7 separate regions of the Mus musculus genome follow, and regions 2, 3, 4, 5, 6 and 7 are each linked to region 1. A link is a contact called in public HiChIP or PLAC-seq and promoter capture Hi-C data. All regions are on one chromosome and are shown on one strand. The core of a region is the stretch at or near the end of the contact, and the rest is flanking DNA. Distances in the headings are between cores, read along the strand shown. Region 1 holds the start of Ttc12 (tetratricopeptide repeat domain 12). Region 2 holds the start of Usp28 (ubiquitin specific peptidase 28). Region 3 has its middle 140 kb from the start of Gm25633. Region 4 overlaps Usp28 (ubiquitin specific peptidase 28). Region 5 holds the start of Zw10 (zw10 kinetochore protein). Region 6 overlaps Tmprss5 (transmembrane protease, serine 5 (spinesin)). Region 7 has its middle 50 kb from the start of Gm4894.

Region 1 (3,490 bases), core at 742-3,241:
ATGAGGCTGAGAACTTTTTTTCCCACTCTCTTCTGAGCTTGTATAATATAATTGATGGGAAAATGCAAGGAGTTAGGATGGTTTGCACGGTGGGGAGCGAGCTGAGGGAAGGAGTAGCAATGGTTTCTATTAATCTGAGTCTCAGATTTACGATACAGTGGAAGATGACCAAATGTTCCCCCGTTTTTTTATTGAAGGCATAAACCACAAAACTGGAGTCTCGCGCAAGGGATTTAAGCTCCGTAAAGTAAACTCATCCTTGAAATACAGCTCACTAATGCTTTTGAAAGTCTCTGCACACGTAAACCACTGTGCTGGAGGGAGGACACACAGACATTGACCCTTAAAATCTAACAACAGTCATCCTGATCCGCATAGATTCGCCCACAGCACCCTTAGATTTTTGGCATAGCATCAAGTGAAGAACACGTGGTCAGAGTGGCTGAGCATGTTATGCCGAGGCAACAAAGCCACCCAAAATGTTGACCCCCTTATCAGCCGGGTCTACTGCTTACTCTTCTATGAATCAAAGGTAGACTGGGTTCTGTGAATGCTCACACAGGCCTCCATTGGCTAACTGCTGGGTGGGTGGGGGGGCATAGTCAATGAGTCACACTCGGGTTATTGAAGGTTCTTGTTCACAGTTGCTTATCTGTATACCACACTGGCCATATCAAGTTACCAGGGCACAAAAGTAAAATCTACATAGGCCTGGACAAAAGAGCATGAGACTCTTTGCTGCCAGGTGACTGACTTTCTGGGGTCACTTAGGACTTCTGACCAATCCGAGGTAAGTTTGGTGGCACACACCTGCCATCCCAGCACCCGAGACAATAGGATCACCTTGAGCTCGAGGACACCCTGGGCCACAAAGTGAATTTTGGGCTATGCAGGGCCACAGAAAGGTATAGCATCCAAAACACACACACACATACACACACACACACACACACACACACACACACACACACACAGACCAGCTAAAGAAGCAAAGTGAAACAAAACAAAACCCTAGTAATCTATCAAGTGTAAGATTTGTCCCCGCAAAGTGGCTTGTGACTGTACCACTGTAATCTTACTCTTCAGGACAGATGGCCCTTGGAAGCCTGATGCAAACTGTCAACTCTCTTATCCTTTCTCCATCCGGAATAGCATACTTGACAGTTTCTGTAGGCACATTTGCTCATCTAAGTCCACGTGCTAGAAACAAAAAGACAAAACAAAGGCAAACCTCTGGTCCTAAGGAATGGGAACTAGTCCTATAACACATGGGCTTATGGGACTGGGGAGGGCAGAGCTGCACTCCATAGCAACAGGAATGGAAGCCGTCAGACAGAAAGAGCTTCTGAAGACGCACCAGCCAGCCAGTCTGTGGCTACTGAGCATCACTATCCAAGGCAGTCCTGGGTGCAAGTGAGTCTGTCCCTTCTTCGGCCAGTAGTTCTGGAACTCCCATCGCCTCTTCTTACCTGGGTTCTTGCCTGGCCACTGGCTAGCCTCAGGCACTTTTTTGTAGATTCTGGTTTTGACTGATCTACATTACCCACATTTTAGAGCTCAGGACTCACCACTCTTCCATTCCCTGTGATGTGCTCTCTCTACCCTAAATCCTACTGTTGTTTGTATATCACTCACTTCTGTAGCTAGATAGGATCCAGCCCCCTTAACCATAGCTTTGTCGGAAAAGTGTCGTTTTTCCATTTCATTTACGAGAAAAATTGAGAATCAAAGAGACGGTACTGCCTTGGAGGCCATACATTGGTCATTAAAAACAAACCTGGACTCACACCGAAGTACGCTGGATGGAGCCTTTACATTATGGGACTAAAGATATGAAACCAACTGGGAGAACCCTCGCGGCTCCAGAGTGGAAGGGCTTTCACTGACGTTGCTTTAGCGACCAGCCGGCACCAACTTGCTTCTGGGTGGGACATCCCAGCTTCAAACGGGGCAGCGCGTTCTTTGGGTCACGAGAGGCCCCGCCCTCTCCAAGGCCCCGCCTCTCCCCAGCGAAAGCCAGTCACAGCCTGTCCTCAGCTTCCACTTCCCGTCCGATCCTGGGCACTAAAGGTCAGTCTAGCCGGGTGGCCGTGGGGAATCTATCTTGGAACTGTTCCTGGCCTGGGCTTAGAGTTGACAGAGGCCACTGACTCGGGCCCTGAGTTTGATCCAGTACCAGCTGCAGGCTGAGACCAACCCTGGAAGCACAGGGCCAGGACGCTGGGGAGCGGTTGCCTGGCAACAGTACAGCTGTCCCCGCCCTCCCTCCATGGAGTTGTGTAGTACCGAAGGGTGGGGCTCGGGTGTGGGTCCTCCACCCCACCGCCGCTCTGCTCCTTTCCAGGGAGCCTTGGCTCTGCGTTCCTGCTGACCCTTCTGGCTTGGGTGTACTGTTCCAGAAAGACTGGCTTTCTCCGTCCATGAAGCGCCTGGTTCAGGCCAGCCTGTAGCTCTGCACGAGTTAATTCCCTCCTCCACCCCCCACCTCACCCCCACCCCCACCCCCGATGTGAATCTCATTCCTAGGGAGTGTTAGCTGTTTGAGCCATATGCCAAGGCTGTTTTCTAGATAAAAGAAGCCTGACTAATCACGCATCCACGTTCAGGGTGCTACAGTCAGACCCGTGGTGTCCTCTGGGTTCGCATTATGATTTCCATAACGTAGACGGAGAAACTGGGACTCACGGGCTAATTGTGCATGTCAAAGTTTTAGTTCGCAGTTGTCTGACTGCACTACCAAGCCGCCTGTCTGCAAGCTGGAACCACAGTATAGTGTATTTAAAATATGCATACCTAGGGGGCGCTCCCAAACGAGCTGCGGCTCGCTGTGGGCCAAGGCTGGGGAAGTTTATCCTTCTGGTGATCTTTAGGTTGTGTGGATACGCCTTTGGGTACCTCCGAGGTTATCATGTAGTCTTCACATTCAAAATCAAGTGTAATAAAGCTAATGTACTTGGTAGAGTACTGAAAAGCAGACGCTGGTGCACTGTGGCACCTCCTCTTCATCCTCAGAAACAGGGCGGAGGCAACGGTTTTAATGGAGTGTGGACATGTTCATGAAGGTAGTCTTCTCCCTACTTATCCTGTGCTTTGCCTGGCCCAAGCTTCCGACTAGGCACACCTGTCATGGCCAAAGTTGGAAGACCACACTCGTCCCCCAGCCCTGGCAATAAGTCGGCTCCTCTCCCAGCTTCCTTTGCCATCAGGTCCCTAAATCACAGTGGTTGGTGGTTAGCTTTGGAGGAATTATTGTAGAGCATTTCCCCCCAGCAGAGGCAGGGCTGGCAGCTCTCCGGAAGTGTGGCCACAAATAATAACTGTCCCTTGGCCTTAAACAGCAGTCAGAGGGAAATGGCTCACCCTGCTGTTATTCACGACATTTACAAACACTTAGTCTTAGACAGATAATAAGCCCGATGGTTCTGTTTAGTGTTTTATATTATTAATTTCATAATTTATACTGCCTCCCTTAGAGATTTGTGTCTGCGAT
Region 2 (3,490 bases), core at 358-2,857, 500 kb after region 1:
CACCTTACATGCAAACCCTCAAATAGAGAGTGCTCAACTACCGGTCACTCCTCAGCAGCCTGTGACAGAGGTAAATGAAAATACCACTGATCGAAAGGCATGTGGTCTTAAATGACGGGCCCAGAACAAATTTAAATATGACTTGCTCTCCCTCAAAATAGTATCAATATGACTGTCTCAAAACCAAATCTCACCACCTGTTTATAAGTCACTGTCCCCAACACAAGTAGACTTGTGGGGAGGAAAACAGAGAAAAATACAGACCCAATGTCCAAAAGACACTGTTGAGTAATAAACAATTTTTATCTGATCGCCAAAAAAAAAAAAAAAAAAAAATCCACCTACTTTCATTTTACAGGCCAAGACTTAGAGATATCTTTTTCTACATGAATTTTAAAGAGCCTGCTATGTTTTAAACTTGTAGTCTGGGGGTGTAGTGCTTGATTATCTCATGCGATAGGCCCTAGGCTTGATCCTCAGCACCTCAAATTATTAAAATTTAACTATAGAAGACATTAATTATAGAATTTAATTATAGAGTTTTTCTTAGCAGTATCTCAAATTTTTATTCTAAATATTTTATAAATTTTCTCGACTGCAAACTCGGTATTTGAATCCTTGGTATAGGTTTTCCATTTTGTCATTTAAAAAGTGCAGTTCTTGAGGGACGAGGATGTTGTGTTACGTTATAACATTCCAAAGTAAAACTGGATGACAGTCTCAAATTGCCCACTTCCCAAGTTTCTTTAAAAGACATTATGAGCCTTTTGATTTTTTTTCCAAATCAGTGTTACTAAAGGCCCACCATCTAAGCCCTAAGAGCCTTGTAATATTTTTCAACCTTTTTATATTACTAGGAACATAGTAAAGTGCCTTCTATTCATTGTGCTTTTCTCTCCCCTCCTTCAAAACCTACAGTGATCAATGAGATAATTCGGGAAGCTGATTTGTTTCCGAGGGAAAAAAAGAACTGAATGAAAAGCGGGGCGGGAAAAGGGAGGAGTGGGGCTCCGGGTCTTTTTTGCACTTTGTTGATAAACGCCGGCTTTAAGTGAGATAACTTAAGTCTGCGTTAGCCTCAGAGAAGCCACTGCCATAAAACTGATTTGAGAGTCAGAACAAGGCACCGTGGCCGTGCTTTTGGGAAGTTTTTAGCTGCTGGGTCGGGCCCGGTGCACACTTCGGGGTGACCTCGCTGCCTACGATCTCACGTGCAACCCCTCCCGTTAGGGTCCCTAGCACCGGGTCCCACAATCCCGCTCGGAACCTTAGCTGGCTTATACACCCAGGCAACCTCACACAGGCTCGCGGACCCAGCCTCGCAAAGTCCCGGGAAGACCGGGTTGCTCTCGCCCTAGCCCGCAGGCCCCGGCCTCTGTCGGCCCTCGCCCGCTTGGCCCGCCGCGCCCCTCTCAGCCGGAACCCGGGCCCCGCTACCCTCACCCGCCGCTCACCGAGCCATGGCCGTCCGCCGCCCCCGCCGAGTCGTCCTGCTGCAGCTCCGCAGTCATGGCCGTGGTGTCCCTCCGCGTGTAGCCCCACTCTCGTTGTCGTCTTCGCCGCGGTCGCCACCGCCACCACCACCGCCCCCGAAGCCCGGGAGCACCGGGAGGCACCGCCCACACGTCCCGCCCCCGCCCGCGGCGCGCGATGGAAGCCCCGCCCACGCCAGCCCGCTCCCAACACTCCCCACCCACAGCACGCGGCAGAGGCTCCTCCCACGGCGTTCGCTGGATGCCCCACCCCCGCCAGCCGACTCCCACCCATCTTGCGGCTTGCGCCGGAGACCCCGCCTACATGCCCCACCCACACAGCCGAGGTTCCCTCTCCCAAGGCTCCGCCCACGCCAATTTAGAGCCCCGGTGGCCCCGCCCATACACTCTGCTCACGCCCGCAGCGTGCGCCAGAGGCGTCACCCACGCGCCCGCCCCTGGTTTGCGTGAGCCGGAGGCGGGGCGTCTTCGCGTGCTCTGGCCCACGTGACCGCAGCCGGGCACAAACTAAGGGGTCAGCGTCGCCTCGCCAGCTGTTGCTATTTCCGCCTTAGGTGCCCAGGAAGTGGGCGGTGAGGCCTCTGGGTTTCCAAGACTCCTTTTTTACTCCATCCCGCGCTTGCTGAGCCTTGCATCTGCGTCCAGCCTGCCCCCAGCTCCCCATAAGCTTGGTAAGGCTGCTGGGTTCCTTCTGCTGACAGATTTTCCCACCAGACCTCTTAGCCATTTCCTAATCTGGGGACGCGAAGAGAAACGTAGACTGACTCGAGTGGTTTGTATAAAGACAACTGAATGGCCAGGACCTTCACAGAGCTCAGCATCGTGTCTTAATCCTGAACAGTTGCCCCATGTTCCAAATTCCCGTTTTCAGGCCATGTGTGTAATAAGCTGTGTTGACTCTAGCTCATGCACTAAGCCACCTACCACCCCTTTTAATGTTTGGGAAGAGGGTTCTTATTGTTGGTGATATTGGTTTGGGTTTTTTTTGAAACAGGATGTCACGTGGATTGGACTTGCCTCAGACTGTGTAGCCGTGGTTGGCCTTAAATTCTTGGTCCTCTGCCTCCACCTGGTCAAATGATGGTAAGTCTTTACTGCCATGTTAAACTTAACACTTTGAGATGATCTCATTAAGTTCCCCAGGCTGGCTTTGAACTTTCTATACTTCTGCCTTAGTCTCCTATGTGGAATAAATTTGGGACCTGTGTCTATCAGGTCCATCCTTGTCAGGATTCTCTGAAGACAGAACCATTAGACTTGATAAAATTAGAATGGGAGGGCCCTGGAGAGATGCCTCAGTAGTTAAGAGCATTAAAAAGCACTGGCTGCTCTTCCAGAGGTCCTGTGTGTGGGAAGCCACATGTGCCGTTGCAGGGTGGCGCTGGCCACCACGCATAAGTTTGGGTAAACAACCAATGTGTACATATGCAGTAAAGTTTTTCACCAAGTCACTGCCTCGCCCGGGCATGATAATGAGGCTCCATGAGATACTGAGAGAATAACCAATCAGATGGGGGGCATGCAAATGAGGTATGATAATGAGGCTCAGTGAGGTACTGAGAGAGAATAGCCAATCAGATGAGGAACATGCAAATGAGGTGGAAAGCATAACCAATCTGGGTGTGAGACACGCCTCTCCTAGGCCTATATAAGCAGCAACAGTTCTGGGTGTGGGGGTCTTTTTGCCTCTGCAATCAAGCTCTCCCAATAAACGTGTGCAGAAGGATCCTGTTGTGGTATCTGCTTTGCTGGCGAGTCGGGCACTCACAAGAGTCCTGAGTTGAATTCCCAGCAACCACATGGTGGCTCACAACCATCTACCGTCTATTACCCTCTTCTGGTATTCAGTTGTACATGCAGATAGAGCACTCCTATACATAAAGTTTTAAAAAGTAATAGAAAATTATAGAGAGACTGATTAAGTTATTACTGATTATACAATCAAAGGCAGGTGTGTCCAGTGTCTGTACACACAGGAGAGCCAAATCACAGAACAA
Region 3 (3,490 bases), core at 608-3,107, 480 kb before region 1:
CCATCTTTAATCTGGATCTTTTGAGGTGGGAAGACCCCCCCCCCTTTAACTGGGCCACCCTTGCTGGCAGCCTGTATAAAGGACATGGAAGAAGGAAGCTTGCTTTCTTTGCCTGCTTGCTTTCATTGGCCAGTCCGTTCCTTCATTGGCATTAGAGCCTATTTCTTCGAGATACTGGCAGATGCTGAGACAGCCAGTTCTATGCACTGAAGAGCTACTGGATTTTTGGAGTTTGTGTTGGTAGACAGCCATTATTGGACTGGCAGGACCACAGTCTATAAGCCACTCCAATAAAGCCTTTTTATCTATCTTCATTCTACATAAGTCTGCTCCACTATAGAAACCTGACCAATACAGTGATAAATAAAGACAGGAGATTCAGCACTCGGAATAAAGAACACCTTTTCAGAATAAAAGTCCTCTCTCTCATTGCTTGATAATTGCTTTCTCATTGCTCCTCCAAAACAAATTTTCTTGAGACTCAGAGAGTGATACAATACAAAGAAGCCAGAGGTTTTTAAAGGGGATGCTTGTGGGACACAAGGATGAGAGAGATGAGCCCAGAAATGGGAGGAAGTAGGCATGAGGTTGAATACTGTCACATAATGGACATTTTTCTCATCTTTAACTCAGGGCCACGCCTGTCTTCTGTGACAACTCTCAAGGTTTGTTAAGCAGCCTAGAGCAGAAGTTGCCTCTGAAGCTTCCATGAACCATTAATTCCATCCACACGTATGTGGTGGTGCTCGGGCCTGACTGAAGCCTTCCTCCCCAGCAAAGAAGCTGTCAGTGACAAGTACTCCCTCAGGGAATGAGTGGGGTGATAGGGAAAGATGCCAGGCATTCTGAGATTGTGGGATACAAGCATGGTGTCATCCAAATAAAGACATCTGTCCTCATAGATGCCACAAGGCTGCCTTCTCCTTCTCCAAACACATTTATGAAGGCTGAGGATGTAAAAGGGATAGACCCATTTTAAAGAGAGACAAAGTGAGGCACGAGCTCCTGGAAAAAGCATTTTCTTGTAGTCACATTTGTGATCATGGCCTAGAAAAGGCCCAGACTCCTTCAGATCAACAGGACATTCTTCCTCCAGAGGCATTTCCGTGACAACAGCTGCTCAGCTCAGACATGAGGCCAATTAACCTCAGCCTCAGAGAGGAGGGCTAACTCAAATCAGGTAATTGCCCTGGGACAATTATTCTAAAAGGACAGAGAGGTGACCTTAAGTCCCTAGCCTCCTGGCTCCAAAAACAGCATCTCATGTCTTTAAAAGAGGCTGTTGGGAGCTAGTAGGGCAGGATAGGTTTGGCCCATCTCTACTGATAGGCTCTTTGGAACCAGTGGACACAGCACACTACAAAATCTGTAGCATTTGTAGCTTGGAGAGTCTCAGAGAGTCTCAGTGGCCAGGTTGGTGTAATCCTGACTATTCGGAGTGGATTATGTGTTCACATACCCTCCTCTCTTATCCAGCAAGCCTCTTGGGAGGGGCCCCAGATGAAGAGGACAACTAACTCCCAGCTCAGTGTGCCATATGGCCCTTTGTACATGCCAGCTTCTCTGGAGACATAAGTGGTGGCCACGGAGCCTGTCAGAGCCAAGACTGTGACCAGCCCTGGCCTCTCATCCCTTGGTTGCTGTGTCTCTATGTGTCCTTGCTGTCCTGTGGTGGCCATTTATGTACATCATCTATGCACATAGTACCTTTCTAGAACTCATGCGTGTTCGTTCCTGGCAATCCAACAAAGGCCACCGACGAGCCAGCAATCCGAGTTGCCATGGGGCTCCGCCGCACTTTGCTTTCAGGCTACAAGGGCAGAGCTGAGCAGCTGCAATTGAGTCCATATGGCCTGTGGAGATTTACTGCCTGGCCCCTTGCAGAGAAGGCTTGCCTCTCTCTCTCACTATAGAATTGCTGTAGTTAATTCTGAATGTTGCTCAGTGAATGGGTGCTGCTATCCTGGGTGGAGAGATGGAATCTGAAGATGAGTGTTTTAGTAATTGACCCCAAATCACACAGTGATAAGCGGCAGGGAAAGCCTGAAACTACGTCCAGTCACTTCAGAGTCCAAATGCACAGTTTTGCTAGTCTGTGACATTTTTGATAGACTGAGAAGGAGTTGGGTGGTGATATGGTGAAAACTCTCTTCTTTCACCGAACAAGTGACTCAGGTTTGAATGTCTAGTTTAGGCTTACATGGTTACCCTCTGCCTTTTCCACACAGGCCTCACATGATAGAACTTCTCTTCATTCTTACCAGAAGGCAACTCACAGCTTGTAAATAAACCTAAGACCCAGAAAGACCAGGCAGCCAAGAGAAGCTCCTGCCCTGGCCAGCCAGAGTTGCCATGGCGACGGAGTCATTTCCATTACAAACCCTGCAACAGGCTTCTCTGGGGTGATTAATGGTTGACCTCTGGGGGCTGGGAACCTGCAAAAGTATTTGGTGATGTGGGGGTTGGTTAGGCTGATTCAAGGGTGGAACCATCTACTTCTTCCTGGTTATGGAGGTTGAGGTAAAGATTCTAGATGGGAATTGAGGGTGAAACTCTTCATTCTCTGGTCCCTCAAATCCTAAAGGCTGGCCAGAAAGCATTCACAGTGTGGGAAATAGTCTCCACCCTTGAACTGGTCTGCCAAACCCAGAGAAACAAAACCAAGAGAAGCCATAGGGATGAGTGGAGTGTCAGGCTGTGAACTGGCTTACTCTTACTCAATGATACAGGGTACCCATCCAGCAAAGGCAAAGGTACAGAAGAGAACTGGGGGAGGCAGCAGCAGGTAGTAAGAAGCAGAAGCATCCATGCCCTTGGAGGACAGACAAAAGCATTCCTACATACCCTGGAAAAGCAGGGGGAGAAGGACGGCCAGCCACCAGTCAACGCCAGAACCCATTCTGAGCACTTCCAAAGGCGGATGACCTGAGAAAGCTCAGATGTCTCTTCCCCCACCAGAGTGTGGACTGACAGCCTCATGGCATGACCTGAGTTCTGGACCTGACCTCCGGTGTCTGTTGTAAGGCCATTTTCTCTTCCACTGACATTTTTTTTTCCCTCTCTGCTAACAGCTGAATGGTTCTGACTGCCTGGTCATTGTTTTGTTTTGGTCCCAGTCACACTGTTGGTGAGTTATTCTCTGCCCAGACTTTGGCTGAGGGTGGCCGTGCCTTTTCTATGATGCCATAAGCATCCTAGGAGCTGGAGTTCATCCATTTCATTCTTTTCTCTGAGATGGAACAGCTCTGGTGTCCAATTGGTAGGACAGAGAGAAGGAGAGCTGAGGGCTCGGTGCTCTGGCGTCTGAGTTCACTATTTAGAAGTGAATATATTCAGAACCCAGAGATCAGAAATCTTATCTTCTATGGACATGTTAGAGTAGTAGCAATAAGAGTTCGTTGAGAAAAAGCCAGGTAAGAGACTAGGATCTCTAGCCTGGGTGGAGACCTAAAATTCCAGTTGAGCCAGGCATACTATCTGGCCAAGTTAT
Region 4 (3,490 bases), core at 388-2,887, 460 kb after region 1:
TTCTGGAGAGGAAAAGGTACTTCCAGCATTCTGAGAGCAGCTTTCTGGACTTGAACTAGAGAAGACAAAAGAAGGCACTCATTTTGTAATATCTAAAATGCAAGTTGGGGTGGGCGTGGTAGCAGAAACCAGTAATCTCATCCCTTGGGAGGCTAACACAGGACTGTTGTGACTTTGAGACCATCCTGGTATAGCTAAGGGCCTACCTCCAAAAAATAGTTCAACTTGACCCAAACTAATATACTTCAGAAAACCGGCTGCTTTATGAAAAGGTACAGTTAAGATACAACTGTGAGGCTGAGGCAGAAAGACCTCAATTGTAGGCCAACATAAGCTACGCATACACAGTGAGGCCTTAGCTAAAATCTACAAATATAATAAAAGCTAACTTTTTCTTGTAATAATCATCTCATTTAAGACAGTCTGGTTATGAAGCTAACATTAGTACTACCCTCATCTGATGAACTACTAGCTTAGCATTTAGCAAGCTTAGCTGGCTTAATGGTTAGTGCCTATAATCCTGGTACCCAAGAAATGACAGGAGGCAGGAAAGCCTCACACTCAGTGGCTCTCAACCTTCCTAATGCTGCAACCCTTTTAACCACACAGTCCCTCATGTTGTGTTGACCCCCCAACCATAAAATCGCTTTTATTGCTACTTCATAACTATAGTTTTGCTACTCAAGAACCATAATGTAAATATGTGTTCTCTGATGGCCTCAAGCCACCCCCATGAAAGGGTTACTCAACTTCCCAAAAAGGGGTTGGAACCCACAGGTTGAGAACTGCTACTCAAGTCCAGGGTAAGTAAGATCCTGTCTCAAAACAATGGGGAAAAAAACCCAAAAAACAAAACAGAAAAGTACTATGCTGCTCACATGGCATAGCACTTACTTACCTAGCACGAGACATTGGAATTACCCTATACCAAATAAGCCTGGCATAATAAGCAAGAAGAAAGGAGAAATAAATGCAAATTTATCTCTAATAGCACCAGAAAAGCTTCCTGTTGTGGATGCTGGAAACTGAACAACAGCCCTAGGCAAGGTAATTTGCACACTTAATGGCTGAGCCATCATCTTTATAGCCTCTGGGGTTTTGTTTTGTTTTGAAGACAAGGTTTCTCTGGGTAGCTCTGACTACTCTGGAACTTGTCCTGTAGGCCTCAGACTCAGCCTGCCTCTGCCTCCCAGCTGGTGAGATTAAAGGTGTGTACCACCACAGTCCATCTAACAACAGGTTTTTAACATAAGCTTTTTTTCTCCGTGAGGGACAAATGTGCCCTAGCAATTTTATTAGCTAAAGACACACATATCATGGAGCGTGACCCAAGCTGAACCTGCAGGCACCGTCTAGCTATAAAGACTGCCGGTTAAATAGGTAGAGTCAGAGGATTCCTCAACGTGGCCTCCCTGTGTGTTCAAGAGCCTAGCTCCTGCAGGCTTGGCCTCAGAATTCTGGCCAGTTCCTCCTTGTGTAACTCTGCCCATACGGTTTTCCTTGCTGTTAATTTAGCCTCCTTCAAGGCAGATGAAGTACAGAACAAGCTGCCTGCTGGACACTGCACACAGCAGACAGAAGCCCCTGGAGCAAGCGTACTGCAAGGACTCAGGGCAGGGCCAGGTGACAAACCCCACTCTGAGGGATCAGAGAGGCTCACAGCAGGTGGGAGGATAGGAAGGGAGTCAAATAAGAATGGGGAAACAATACAAACCATTTAAGAAATCTGCTTGTTACCTTTCCTTGGGTGTGAGGTCAGAAATCGGGCAGTGCACCGAGGGAAGTGGTAATGTCACATGCTCAGCACTTCCAGACAGACAGCTTTCAGAGGCAGGTTTTGTACTGGCAAATTCAATAACGTATTTCAACATGTCGGGAAGTGGGAACCGAGATGGGCCCGAGCCGTACTTCACATACCTAAGAAGCAAAGACACTGGAACACACTGCCCAAGTCTACTATGCATTGCAATAACTGCTGATAAAGACTTACCATGCAGAGCTGCTAATACCTAGCTATATAATCCTAGTAGCTCAGGAGGCTGAAGTAGAAGGCCACAAAAAGTTTGAGGCCTGTCTGGGTTACAAAGTATGGGGCAAGCTAGTGACAGCCTACCTCAATATAACAACAAAATCCCATATTATTCCTAAAGGCATATGCCATTTAATTGGTTATTCAATCTATAGGGTTAAAAACTAAAAAAGTGCTTTAGCCATGAAAGCTGCCAGCAGTCTGATGCATCACACAGAGAACAGGACTGTTTCAGACAGCTCAGTTCTGCTCTCCTGTCTTACATACCACAGCCAGGCGCTGCTCACAAACCTGAGTTCTTCCTTAAAGGACAATGTTCCAAACTAACTGAAAAAAACGATCTGGTCATTAGTTCTCATGACATTTTCTTTGTCCTTCCTAAACCAACTGCCTCATAACCAAGAATGAGAGAAATCCAGAAATAAATATCAGGCTTTAAGAAAAGCAAGGTGGTGGTAACCTTTGATCAGCACTTGGGAAGCAGAGGGACTCTGATTTCTGTGAGTTCAAAGCCAGTCTATGGAGCTTCCAGGACAGCCAAAGCTGTCTCCAAAACCCAAAACCATACCAAACAAACAAACAAAAAAAGCCCCCCAAAACCAAAACCACCACCACCAAACCAGAAAGAAATTAGACATTAGTAAAAGTCAGAGCCAAAGAAAGCAGCAATCTTTCTTTTTTCTTTTTCTTTTTAAAAGAAATATTTATTTATTTATTTATTTATTTATTATTTATTTATTTATTTATTATATCTAAGTACGCTGTAGCTGTCTTCAGATGCACCAGAAGAGAGGACGGCAGATCTCATATCAGAAAGAAAAGAAATTAGACATTAGTAAAGGTCAGAGCCAAAGAAAGCCAGCAATCTTTCTTTTTTCTTTTTCTTTTTAAAAGAAATATTTATTTATTTATTTATTTATTTATTTATTTATTTATTAATTATATCTAAGTACATTGTAGCTGTCTTCAGATGCACCAGAAGAGAGGACGTCAGATCTCATTATGGATGGTTGTGAGCCACCATGAGGTTGCTGGGATTTGAACTCAGGACCTTTGGAAGAGCTGTTGGTGCTCTTAACCACTGAGCCATCTCTCCAGCCCGCAATCTTTCTTTTACAGGGTCTTACATACTCTATTTTTAAAAAATCAGTTAATTTATTTTATGTATATGAGTACACTGTAGCTGTCTTCAAACACACCAGAAGAGGGCATCAGATCTTATTACAGATGGTTGTGAGTCACCATATGGTTGTTGGGAATTGAACTCAGGACCTCTGGAAGATCAGCAGTCAGTGCTCTTAACCGCTGAGCCATCTCTCCAGCCCTTATATACTCTATTATTCATGTTGTGATAGATTTCATATAAGATTTCTCCAGTAAGAGTAATATTCTCAAATATGTGACTGAAATAATAGGGTACTTTTACAGTTATTTAATATACATTTTTATTTTATGGGTATA
Region 5 (3,490 bases), core at 319-2,818, 430 kb after region 1:
ACCTCCACACCCACACTACCACACACATGCGCCCACAGACATACACACATGAATAAAATAAATTTTTATAAAGGATTGAGTCTTGTTATCTCCCTTAATTCAAAGCAACTTAATATCTTCTTGAACACGCTGCACGATGTAAATTATGCTTGCCCATAAACTAATTCCTTTTATGTAGGAAAGATACTATTCTCCAAACTGGCCAAAAAACGGGGCTGAAGTGTAATACTTCAGCAGTTACAAAGCATCCCAGTACAAAAGAGAAGACTCAGGAGAAAAGTCAGGCATTTGTTTTATGCAGGAGGCTACAACTGAGATGGAAGAGGTGTGTGTGTGTGTATGTGTGTGTGTGTGTGTGTGTGTAGAAATACATTTAAAGTGGTAAAAAGCTGGAGGTGCAAGGACTATGCCTGCTTGAGGCACAGAAAGTAGTTCTCAGTTGACTGAAGATTCAAACTTATGTATGAAACAAATACTAGTGCAATGTCCTCATCCTAGATCATTAAAAAACAAAAAACCGTAAGCCACACTACAGAAATGCCAGTGGCATGAATACATAAAATTAAGAACTCTAACATCAAAAATTGTTAGGAGCGGGTGGGATGGTGGAGACCTTCCATTTCAGCACTCGGGAGGCAGAGGCAGGCGAATTTCTGTGAGTTCGACACCAGCCAGTTCTACAAAGCTTGAATCCAGGACAACGAGGGCTATTACACGGAGAAACCCTGTCTAGGAAAAAAAAAAGAAAAGAAAAGAAAGAAAGAAAAAAAGAAGAAGAAGAAAGTTGTTAGGTAGCGCCTACCAAGTCCAGACTTAGTGAGGTACACGTCATTTTCAAAGAAAGCCACTGAAGACCTGGCTTGCCAGGTAGCACTAATACGAAGTAAAACTATGGCTGTGAGTTGCATATTCATGCCGGTACCAGCTCATCAGCCCTCAGCATGCCTCAAGTTCCGTGCGTGAAGTAATACTTTTATAAACATATTCAACCAGTTAAAAGAAAATCCGAGGAGAACGACGCGACTTTCCTAGAATTATTACATCCATCCATAAATGAAGGAGTGGGTAGAGATGACAGATAGGGCGGCTGTCCTGTCCTAAGTGGACATCCGGGCTTCCAGTCCCACCTCCGGCTCCGCAGGTTTCTTCAGTCTTCTCCATCAGCGGCTCACTTTTGCCCAACTTGGCCCCACTCCCCACCACTAAACAGCCACGGCCTTTCCTCCTCACAATCCCAGGCCCTGGTCTCCAACCGCTCTGCGGCCGTGCTCCAAACAGCCCCCCAACACTTCTGAGCCTCCAACTCAGGAGGCTCCGCACCCGGCTCTCCCCAGCGGCAGCAGCCTGTGGCCCGCCCTCACCTTGATCTCCTCCACCCGCCGGGTCAGGCGGCTGATCCTGGTGCCCAGATCCTCCTTCTCCAGGCTCCCCGAGTGGGCCAAGACTTCTGTCACGAAAGAGGCCATCGCCACGAAGCGTACCCACACAAACAGGATAGGTCAACCCCGCTGCCAGCGCCGCAGCTCCGGTCCCGCCAGCGGCCTCACCGCAGGGCCTGCCGGGAAACTGAGTTCTACGGGGTCCGGCGCTCGCGCACAGGAGAGGGTCACACTACAGTTCCCAGGAGGCCTCGCGCCGTCAGGCGTCCGCTGTTTCAGTGGCGTCTAGAAGGCACCAAAGTGCGCAGGCGTCATCTGCTCCCTACAGGTTTTCAAACGCCAGTCTGTTCCCGCCGGTTTTTTTCTTCTTGTATTTTGGGTAGGGTTGGGTTGGTTTCGCTAGAAACTGCGGAATGTTTCAGGTAATAATCCTTTATGGCCCTCCCTATACTCAGTAATCTCAGGTTTTCCTGTGAGATTATCTAGCTCGATACTTACAGAATCATCTCGATCTTTTTTGTTATTCATTCATTGGGCTCAGCAGCTAAGTCTACCCGAATTTTGCCCTCTGGAATTGTGCGAGAGAGTGACATAAGTGAAAGGATCCCCACAATTGCACCTTTCTAATAGTGTTTGTTAATAGTGCCTCATATTAAGTATATTGATACATGGATATGGTACAAATTTATACTTAGTGTAACGGTCCTGTAAGTGCTACAGACATTCTTTTATAAAACCTTCTTTCTAAGATACGTATGAATGTTTTGGCTGTGTCCATGGAAGTCAGAAGCAGGCAAGTAAGTCCAGTCCCTGAAACTGGACTTACAGATGACATGAGCCACCATGTGGATGCTGGGAATTGAGTCCTGGTCCTGAGTAAGGGCAACGAGTGCTTCTAGCCACCGGGCAATCCCCTAGAACAAGATTCTTATCACTTCCTATCAGAGATTACAAATAAATTTCACCAAAGGCTTTTTATCGTTGTTTAATTTTAAAGTTTTCAGTGATTTTTTTGGCTCTGTTTTGAGACGTGGTTTCTGTAGCCCTGGAAGGCATCAAATTCATAGCTATCTTCCTGCCTCAGCCTCCTGTATACAGGAATTATACACTTATTCCACTATGTCCAGCTAGCCATAGCTTTTTAGAACTATTTCATTGTTGAAGGTCAAAAGAGTGTTCCGCGAAGATGAGATCACTCGTTCACTTTGCAAAACAGGCTGACCTGAAAGACAGCCACTGGGCATTATTACCAACGTGACACTCTTTGTAGGAGAGGGATGCGTGCTGTAAGAGCATCCTTGTCCCCTTTATACACTTTTTGTTACTTGACCAGCAGAGCAAGCAAGTGTTTTACATAGCCAAATGGAATGCCATTAGTGCAGCAATACCATAAAGTATAAAATTAACAGAGACAAGGGTGCAGATACAGGTAATTCAATCAGTAGGGATTTAGAACAGATGTTATCTGTCTCCAGCATCCTTCCTGGAGCAGGCAATAAAACCAATAAACAAGATGTTTATTATACAAATGTCATCTTTTCTCTTGCTAATTTACCCTTTGTCCTTTTTTATCGTTGATGGCAGGGAAAATTCTTGCACTGAGAGCTTGACCTTTAACATTCTTCAACTGAGAGATCACTTAGTAGTTAAGAGAACTAGCCTTGTGGAGGACCCGGGTTCCAGTCCTATGTGAGGCAGCTCAAAAACACCTGTAATTTCAATTCGAGGGAATCCAATGTCTTCATTCGACCTCTGAGGGTTCCTGTACATATATGATGCACATATATACACTGAGACACATACATATAAAAGAATTACTAAAAATAATAAAATCGTCTCATTATTGGTATGTATTGCATACTTGGAGATATTCACACAGTATAGTATGATCCTTTTTTTCTAAGAAAATAAAATAGAGGTGCAGGCCATACATGGTCACACACAACTTTGGATTCAAGCTTTCAGCACTGAGGAGGCAAAGACAGGCGAATATCTGAGTTTGAGGTGAACCTGGTCTACTAGTGAGTGCCAAGCCTGCAGGGCTACAAAGACCTTGTCTCAAAAACTAAAGTGTGTGTTTAGGGTATGTGTGGTGTGTGATGTGTGTGTGT
Region 6 (3,490 bases), core at 515-3,014, 380 kb after region 1:
GAGTATAAGGTGGAAAGCAATTGAGTCACTTGACACTGACTTCTAGCCTCCACGTGCACATCCATACCCACAAGAGCACACATACACACATGCATATACATGCACATACAAGGGAATATGCATACACACATAGAGGACAGGGAACATAAGGAACCAGTCTTTGTGTTATGGCTGCTATTGATGCAGAGCTGAACTTGGCATTAAACAAGGACATTGCCCTCACTTCCTGGAGACAGACAGCTAGAAACAGAGATTTTAGTCAGGACATACAAAGTGACAAACAGAAAGGTGACTGTGACTCACACCCACCCCCACCCCCCATCCACCACCAAGACTCACCTGTACATGCAGTGGGCAGCAGTCACTACCCAGTGTGGTGCCAACACAGAGGCCCCACACGTGTGCCGGGAGCCAAGCATCACGCTAGCTTGCCATGGCCAGCGCCCAGAAGCCACAGCTTGGCCGCCAACTATTCGAGAAGCCAGAGGCCTTGCCCCACACTCTGCAAACAGAAAAGGCTGGGATAGAAAGAAAAAGTGCCGAGTGCAGAGGGAGGGCTGGGGTAGACAGCTCATCTCTATTATTCTTAATATAAATAGGGGGACAGGAAGATAACTATATTGGTTACTTTCGCCTGTGCACCTGCGGAGAGCAGGGACCATGTCTATGGGGTCGATGGAGCTCTAATGCCCATCCCACTGTACAAATCAAAGTGCCCAGGCATGTTGGGTTTGAGAACAGACTGATGAATAGGCAGGTGTATGGGAAAGTGAGTGAAGGAACCCTGTGCAATGTTTATCACTTGGCTCTAATGTACTGCCCACCCCTTAGTCTCTTGAAGCCACTAAGAGTTTGCATCTTTGCAACCAGTAATAATGCCACTTAGAGGCATCCTTCTTCAGAAGGAAGGGGCAGAGAGTGGCAGAAGTGAAGTAGAGAGACCATCGGCCCAGCACAGGGGCTGATGGGACACATGATGGAGACAGCAAAGGACTCTATTTAAGCAGGTTGTATCTGCAAAGGAGCCCAACAGAAAGGCAAGGGCACCCCCAACCCAACTCATATGCACACACACAGGAACCTGAGTGAGCCCCTCCATACAGCAATTCCGCACTCGGGAGAACTGAAAGATTCCCTCCCTCTCACCACCAACTTCCTGATCACAGGATGTGACTCACCAGAACATTTGAGAGAAACAATTCGGCCAGAAGGACAGTTAGCGCTGCAAAATAGGGGTGTTCCTAAGATGCTGGGTGGTGCCACATAAAGGCCACGTATACCCAAGGGTATGGGGAGTGGTCAGGGGGTCCCTCACAGTTTTACTTTGCCTTCTTAAGACAGTATATCATGGGGCCCAAGCTGGCCCCAAACTCACTCTCTAGCCAAGAATGGTCTGACCTTGCCACGGCTTCCCAAGTGCTAGGGTTACAGGCCTTTACCACCACAATCGTCCTAGCTCTGTGGTTCTTAAAGCCATCCTGTAGTCCCAACCTTAAGATGCCACCATTTTTACTGTTTTCTCCCACCCTTCACAAACAACCGGGTCCATCCCAGGACAGCAGCCTGCCCATTCCACCCCAGCATCCAGAGGGAAACAGAAAGCCTTCACAGTCCTGGAAGATCTGCTTGGATAGGATCCATATTTACCACAGAGAACTGACAGATGAGAAAGTCCAGCTGTTTCCATTGCTCTGAGTAAATAGGTGCTCATGAATGGCCATGGTGTTGTGAATGAAAAGAGCCCTCCACCCAGGCCTCCTCCAGGCCGGGCCTCTTCTCTGTCCCAGGCCCTTTATCCAGGGCCTGCATAGACATTCTTTTCTTCTTGTGTTCCTTCCTGCCCCTTAGCATAAAACCCAACTGCCTTTTTTGATCTTACATTCTTGCCTTGCCCTTCCCATCTCTTCCCTCCCTCCGACAACTCACTCCCTGGCTTCTGCTTTCCTAACCCTGTAGCCCTTCTGCCCTCCTGGAGGACTTGGGAATTCCACAAAGAAAAAGGGACAGCTGGGGTCCGTCACTCTGCCTCCAGTGCATTTCTAAGAGTGGAGCTGAGGCTTCTGCCTGCCCACACCCTCGAGGCTTCAGGCAGTTTGAAGGAGCCTAAGCCGGACAAAGACCTCCCAGCTTGTGCTGCCTGGGGTATAGTGAGAGGTGTGGTCCATTCTGAGACTCTTTCTTTGGGATGCTCTCATTTGCTTTTCTGCTGAGACAGAAGAATTATGCAAGTCAAGCATAGCCACATGGGTCCCCTGACCTGGTATCGTGAGCCTGGCCCCAGATTGGCTGTTTATTGGTCATACTGCCTTGGATAAGGCTGTTTAACCTCGCTGAGCCTCAGTTTCCCTACCTTTAAAAGTGAACTATGGTTTGAATACAAAATGACCCACCAAAAGTTCACCGGCAGGGTGCCTGGCCCTCAGCCCGTGGCACTGTTTTTAGACGTTCTGGCGATTTTAAGCAGTAGAGCCTACCTAGAGGAAGCGGGTCACTGGAGGCGTGTCCTTGAGAATTATAGCTTATCCTAAGCCCAGAACCCTCCCTCTTCTGTCCACATAAGCAGCCTCCTCCTGTACCCTTTCCTGTCGCCATGATGCTCTGACCTAGCACAGGGAGCCAAGCAATCACTGGCTGAACCATCTACAATTGTGAAGCAAAGAAGCTTTTCTTCCCTTACACTGCCTTTCACGACGTATTTGGTCAAAGCAACATAAAGCCAACAGAGGGGGTGGAAGGGGACCATTCTGAATCCTGTCCCAGGAACTAACAATCTTGGGAGGAGGGTGGTTTTGGCTTTGGTTTTAGGCTCTGTGTGTGTGTGTGTGTGTGTGTGTGTGTGTGTGTTTGCTTCCTTGCTTGCTTGTTTGTTTGTTTATTTGTTTTGAGATAGTTTCCTGAATCCCAGGCTAACCTCAAACTCTATTGTGATGAGCTTGCTGACGCTCCTGCCTCTACCTCCTGCTTAGAATTTAAGCAACAACACCTCACAGTTTATTCAGTTAAGGATTGAACCCAGGGCTTTATATGCTAGGCAAGCACTCTACAGCCTCAGAGTTACATGCCAAGCCTTGCATTTCTCGTGTGAGATAAATACCATATAACAGGGCATGTGACCCAGGTTTGTTGCCTCTGACTGGGAAATGTTCTTCTCTGCCCACACCCTCACCATCAGGCTCCCCTGCAGGAAGATCTTTCTAGCCTGCCCACCACTCACCTAACCCACAGAAGCCCTACCTGGGTTTCCATGACTCCTCTACAAGGCCTCCCGGTCTAGCAGAGAGTTGAGCAAACTCCTGGGATCTGTTGAGCTTGATGTCAGACAGATTCACGGCCTTGTGTTGAGTAAGCCTGGGCAGAAGAAGAGAAAACAGGAGGAAGTCGGCTTCCAACTAAGGCATGAGTGAGGTCAGGAGGTCAGAACCACACTGTGCGTGAGACAGACGCGACAGCACTGTGAATGGGCCAGAGCATGAAGGCGATTTCTGAAGGC
Region 7 (3,490 bases), core at 463-2,962, 290 kb after region 1:
CACCCAAAGGCCGCCAACTTGACCATCAGAGGTTCTTGACCACCACTGTTTGGTGTAGCACCATTCATAACGCTAAGTTATAGAACCAATCTAGGTGTCATCACAGAGGAACAGATAGGGAAAGGTGGTACATATACAAAATGGAGTTTTCTTCAGCCGTCAAGAAGAATGGAGTGGTGTCTTTTGTGGGGAAAAGGGCAGAGACAATCAGGGTCAGAGAATTACACCAGCCTCATGTGTGGGGCTAACACCTACCTAACAAACCAGGCATGGAGGTACTCACTTGTAACCCCAGTGACTGGAAGACAGAAGGCAGGAGGATCCCTACACTTGCTAGCCAGCCTCGTCAAATCAGTGAGCCCCAGGTCAATGAAAGACCCTGTCTCAAAAAAATAAGGAGGGCTGGAGAAACTGCTCAATGTTAAGGGCACTGCTGCTCATTCAGAGGACCAGAGTTTAATTCCAAGGACCCACATGGTGGCTCACAACTGCCTGTAATACAGTACTAAGAGATCCAATGCCATTCTCTGGCCTCTGGGCAATTGCTCTCTCATATATACATATACCAACACACACATAAATAAAAACAAAAATAAATAATAATACGTTGGATGCTGTTCCTGAGGAAAGACACTCAAGGCTGACCTGTGCTCTCTGTGTGTATGCTTACACACACGAATACCCACATACTTAAAAACACACAGAGAACGTGATAACTTTTTAATGCAGAGTCTCAGAGCCAGAACCAGACCAAATGAGTCAGAGTCTGCGCTTCAGCAAGACTCCCAGGTGATTTCTATCACTTATTAAATATTCATTGGTAGGCATCTCATTAAACGAGCTATAGTACATCCATCAGATGAAGTTTTACATGTACCTATTAGAAAATTCTTAAAAACCTCAATGTGCCAATGTAGGAAAGTTTACACTACAAATTATACTGTACAAAATGGGAGGAGGTCAGAACAGCACTATCACGTGCCATCATTTGTACAAAAAACAAAAATGGATAAATGCATTACGCTTCTGTACTCTAAATTGGCGACCTAATCGGTTCTAGCCTTGCCCCAGTTAAGTCCGGGTTTTCTTTTATTCATTCCCTGTGATTACACTGAGCACGCACTGTTCGGCGTCATCTGACAAACCTGCTAGAGGAGGTACTTTCTGGGCCCTTTCTGGGTATCCCAGAATAAGTCACGCCATCAGCTCTGAGGTCCTTTAAGACAACTCACTAGCCTATAATTTCAGGGCTTGAGATGCAGTGACAAGAGATTGTCACAAGGTTGAGGCCAACGTGGTCTGCAAAACAAGTTTCAGGTCATCAGGCTGTCCTGCAAGACACTGTCTCAAACAAGCAAACTAATAAATAAAACGCAGCCCCGAGCAAGCTGATTCTGTCCGTACTTCACAGCTTTGTCTGGGACCCAGACATTGGACATTGTTTTGCAGGACCCAGAGACAGAATAATCCAGTACTTACAAGGTCTCTCCACACTTTGCTTCTCAAACGTGTGTGTGTGTGCACACACACACACACACACAATCACACCTTTGACATTTCCCTTCCTCCCGCCCTGCCCCCACTTAATCCCCCACTGGTGTGTACCAGCTCTTCCCCAGACTCAGACAAAACAGACACACAGGAGGTCCAGCAGCCTTGCCAGGACTCAGAGAGGGCTGAGGTGTCAAGTGGTCATTTGTCACTTGCAATTTTCTTCTCCTGTGGTCAATAGTCATTTTGTAAATGATGCCCTAATAGCCCCTAAGAGCTGGCTCGGAGGCAAGTATTGATCAGACCCTAGGGGATAACTGCCCTGAGACCCGGAGAAGGGAAGGAGGAGGGTAAGCAGTGATTAAAGCCCAATTTACCTTCCCTTTTAGCCAAGTGATTGGCAAGAAGGAAAGCTAAAGTGGCCCAGCCAGGCTTGGCAATCAGCCTACAAGCCAGTGTGCGCCTGCCCCTAGCAGCCCACACCTTGCTGGAAGTCTGATAAGAAGTTTAATGTGAAAAGCCCAAGATAGCCAATTGCAGATTCTTTTGGACTGATATGGTGTACTGGTCATCTGCTATAAAGCGAACCATTCCAAACTAACTGCCACATGATAAATATTATTTCATCATGCTCGCCAAGTTCATGGGCCAGCGCTCAGTGTGAAGTACAATAGGGACGGTGCGTCTCTGCTTTCTGATGTCTAAGACCTTATCTGAGAAATTCCAGAAGCAGGATGGGGTGGGGAGGGGCATACATGTCCAGAGGTTGAATTATATGGAAGATCCTTCCCTTTCATGATTGACCCAGCTCTCCAGTCCAAGCTTGGCAATCAGCCCCACAAACCAGTGTGTGCCTGCCCCTAGCAGCGCACACCTTGCTGGAAGTGATAAGAAGTTTGATGTGAAAAGCCCAAGATAGCCAGTTGCAGATCATTTTGGACTGATACGGTGTTATTCCCTTTCATGGGGCTGATATGACTTGAAGGCTGGCTCAGCTGAGACCTCATGCCTATAATGTGGTGTCTTTAGCTTCCCATGGTGTGTTAGTCAGGTTCCAAAGAGACTGTCCCCAGAGAAAGCACCCCAAGGGTATGTATCTCAAATGTCTCATGACACCAGGGAGAAGCTGCCTGACCCTCTACAGCCCCAGCTTGGGCATCACTTCCTCTGCATTTGATTGGCTCCTGCAACCTCAACCCTGCACGGGTTCAGGAGGAGGAATTTAGACACTTCCATCAGTAGGTCGGGAGTCTAAGAGTTGAAGACCTTTTTTAAAAAAATCACTGGGTTTGTTGTTCTCAGTGTTGCTGTGAGGAAAAAAACTTGAAAGAAAAGATTATTCTGACTCACTGAGGGCACCATGGTGTGGTGGCAAGAGTCTGAGGTAACTGGTCACACTGTGTCCTCAGTCAGGAGGCAGAGAGAGATGGGGGCTGGGGAGTCCATGGGACGGTGGTACCCACACTCAGGGTAGGTCTTGCCACCTCAATTAACCCACTCTAGAAACCCTCTCACAGACATGCCCAGATGTTTTTCCTCTTGGGTGATTCTAGATCCTGTCAAGTTGACAGTGTTAGTCATGAGAGTCACTGAACCTGACCTTCTTCCACCTGTGGTGCTGAGGCTCAAACCTAGGTTCTTTCTCATGCTACATAAACAGTCTGCTACTGAGTTATAACCCAAAGCTTCGCACGGTATTTTAAAATGCATTTTAAATTATGTATAAGAGTGTGTGAGTGTGTGTGTGTGTGAGAGGGGGGGTGAGGGAGAAGGAGAGGGAGAAGGAGAGGGGGAGAGGAAGAGGGAGAGAGGAAGAGAGAGAGAGGGAGAGAGAGAGAAGGAAGAGGAGGAGGAGGAGGAGGAGGTCGTGTGTACACATCAATGCAGGTGCCCATGGAGGAGAGAAAAAGAACCTGGATGCTCCGGTGCTGGATTTAGGGACAGTTGTAAACCGACTGACAAGAGTGTTGGAAATCAAGTCCTTTTAATCACTGAGCCA

The links. Promoter capture Hi-C pulls out the DNA fragments that hold promoters and counts their contacts. HiChIP or PLAC-seq counts read pairs in DNA pulled down with a chosen protein or histone mark.
Region 2: a promoter capture Hi-C map of pre-B cells shows a contact between it and region 1. The contact joins the promoter of Usp28 here to the promoter of Ttc12 in region 1. A contact is called at or near these places in 21 of 39 promoter capture datasets (the 3T3-L1 cell line, 3T3-L1-derived adipocytes, the C10 cell line and 11 more), 4 of 15 datasets of contacts at CTCF or cohesin (the NIH/3T3 cell line, embryonic stem cells, pro-B cells and 1 more), 25 of 484 Hi-C or Micro-C datasets (the G1E-ER4 cell line, LSK cells, the MNK3 cell line and 12 more), 19 of 115 datasets of contacts at active chromatin or transcription factors (acute myeloid leukemia, astrocytes, bone marrow-derived macrophages and 9 more) and 2 of 9 other capture datasets (adipose tissue and liver).
Region 3: a contact with region 1 is called in a promoter capture Hi-C map of embryonic stem cells, with 5 times the contacts expected there. The contact joins the enhancer-like site here to the promoter of Ttc12 in region 1. A contact is called at or near these places in 7 of 39 promoter capture datasets (HPC-7-derived erythroid cells, cranial neural crest, embryonic stem cells and 2 more).
Region 4: a contact with region 1 is called in an H3K27ac HiChIP or PLAC-seq map of embryonic stem cells, with 7 times the contacts expected there. The contact joins the enhancer-like site here to the promoter of Ttc12 in region 1. A contact is called at or near these places in 9 of 39 promoter capture datasets (3T3-L1-derived adipocytes, the C10 cell line, the HPC-7 cell line and 6 more), 1 of 15 datasets of contacts at CTCF or cohesin (embryonic stem cells), 1 of 484 Hi-C or Micro-C datasets (embryonic stem cells), 11 of 115 datasets of contacts at active chromatin or transcription factors (embryonic basal ganglia, embryonic limb bud, embryonic stem cells and 5 more) and 2 of 9 other capture datasets (embryonic stem cells and pancreatic islet).
Region 5: an H3K27ac HiChIP or PLAC-seq map of embryonic stem cells shows a contact between it and region 1, with 5 times the contacts expected there. The contact joins the promoter of Zw10 here to the promoter of Ttc12 in region 1. A contact is called at or near these places in 20 of 39 promoter capture datasets (the 3T3-L1 cell line, 3T3-L1-derived adipocytes, the C10 cell line and 13 more), 5 of 15 datasets of contacts at CTCF or cohesin (the NIH/3T3 cell line, embryonic stem cells, pro-B cells and 1 more), 17 of 484 Hi-C or Micro-C datasets (LSK cells, adipose-derived mesenchymal stem cells, bone marrow-derived macrophages and 12 more), 36 of 115 datasets of contacts at active chromatin or transcription factors (DN3 thymocytes, the NIH/3T3 cell line, the SCID.adh cell line and 18 more) and 4 of 9 other capture datasets (adipose tissue, liver, macrophages and 1 more).
Region 6: a contact with region 1 is called in a promoter capture Hi-C map of embryonic stem cells, with 9 times the contacts expected there. The contact joins the enhancer-like site here to the promoter of Ttc12 in region 1. A contact is called at or near these places in 8 of 39 promoter capture datasets (the C10 cell line, cranial neural crest, embryonic stem cells and 3 more), 1 of 15 datasets of contacts at CTCF or cohesin (embryonic stem cells), 3 of 484 Hi-C or Micro-C datasets (embryonic stem cells and nephron progenitors), 18 of 115 datasets of contacts at active chromatin or transcription factors (acute myeloid leukemia, bone marrow-derived macrophages, craniofacial prominence and 9 more) and 2 of 9 other capture datasets (adipose tissue and pancreatic islet).
Region 7: an H3K27ac HiChIP or PLAC-seq map of embryonic stem cells shows a contact between it and region 1, with 5 times the contacts expected there. The contact joins the enhancer-like site here to the promoter of Ttc12 in region 1. A contact is called at or near these places in 11 of 39 promoter capture datasets (the C10 cell line, HPC-7-derived erythroid cells, embryonic stem cells and 4 more), 4 of 15 datasets of contacts at CTCF or cohesin (embryonic stem cells and stem cell-derived epiblast-like cells), 14 of 484 Hi-C or Micro-C datasets (the G1E-ER4 cell line, the HL-1 cell line, differentiating embryonic stem cells and 2 more), 20 of 115 datasets of contacts at active chromatin or transcription factors (astrocytes, bone marrow-derived macrophages, embryonic forebrain and 8 more) and 1 of 9 other capture datasets (embryonic stem cells).

Annotation. Positions count from the first base shown.
Region 1 is chr9:49,484,726-49,488,215 of GRCm38.p6, reverse strand. Ttc12 (tetratricopeptide repeat domain 12) reads left to right here and starts at 1,991. Exons shown (of 22, transcript NM_172770.3): 1 at 1,991-2,070; 2 at 3,474-3,490. The coding sequence starts at 3,489.
Region 2 is chr9:48,983,502-48,986,991 of GRCm38.p6, reverse strand. Usp28 (ubiquitin specific peptidase 28) reads right to left here and starts at 1,607. Exons shown (of 25, transcript NM_001359739.1): 1 at 1,455-1,607. The coding sequence starts at 1,511. Gm51673 (a long non-coding RNA gene) reads left to right here and starts at 1,863. Exons shown (of 3, transcript XR_003948157.1): 1 at 1,863-2,164; 2 at 2,488-2,576.
Region 3 is chr9:49,961,033-49,964,522 of GRCm38.p6, reverse strand. No RefSeq gene overlaps it. Among named protein-coding and RNA genes, the nearest start is that of Gm25633, 140 kb to the right of the region's middle. Within about 2 kb of position 1,857, at least 75 of the 459 cell types and tissues checked have an H3K27ac peak or open chromatin away from gene starts, as enhancers often do. A contact at or near this core is called in embryonic stem cells, where this site is marked.
Region 4 is chr9:49,022,333-49,025,822 of GRCm38.p6, reverse strand. It overlaps Usp28 (ubiquitin specific peptidase 28), which reads right to left. Exons shown (of 25, transcript NM_001359739.1): 13 at 1,738-1,917; 14 at 1-55. Among named protein-coding and RNA genes, the nearest start is that of Cldn25-ps, 24 kb to the left of the region's middle. Within about 2 kb of position 1,637, at least 12 of the 459 cell types and tissues checked have an H3K27ac peak or open chromatin away from gene starts, as enhancers often do. A contact at or near this core is called in embryonic stem cells, where this site is marked.
Region 5 is chr9:49,053,659-49,057,148 of GRCm38.p6, reverse strand. Zw10 (zw10 kinetochore protein) reads right to left here and starts at 1,568. Exons shown (of 16, transcript NM_012039.2): 1 at 1,362-1,568. The coding sequence starts at 1,466.
Region 6 is chr9:49,109,200-49,112,689 of GRCm38.p6, reverse strand. It overlaps Tmprss5 (transmembrane protease, serine 5 (spinesin)), which reads right to left. Exons shown (of 13, transcript NM_001359460.1): 6 at 3,235-3,348; 7 at 1,179-1,222; 8 at 340-502. Among named protein-coding and RNA genes, the nearest start is that of Tmprss5, 8.2 kb to the right of the region's middle. Within about 2 kb of position 1,764, at least 30 of the 459 cell types and tissues checked have an H3K27ac peak or open chromatin away from gene starts, as enhancers often do. A contact at or near this core is called in embryonic stem cells and neural stem cells, where this site is marked.
Region 7 is chr9:49,199,278-49,202,767 of GRCm38.p6, reverse strand. No RefSeq gene overlaps it. Among named protein-coding and RNA genes, the nearest start is that of Gm4894, 50 kb to the left of the region's middle. Within about 2 kb of position 1,712, at least 3 of the 459 cell types and tissues checked have an H3K27ac peak or open chromatin away from gene starts, as enhancers often do.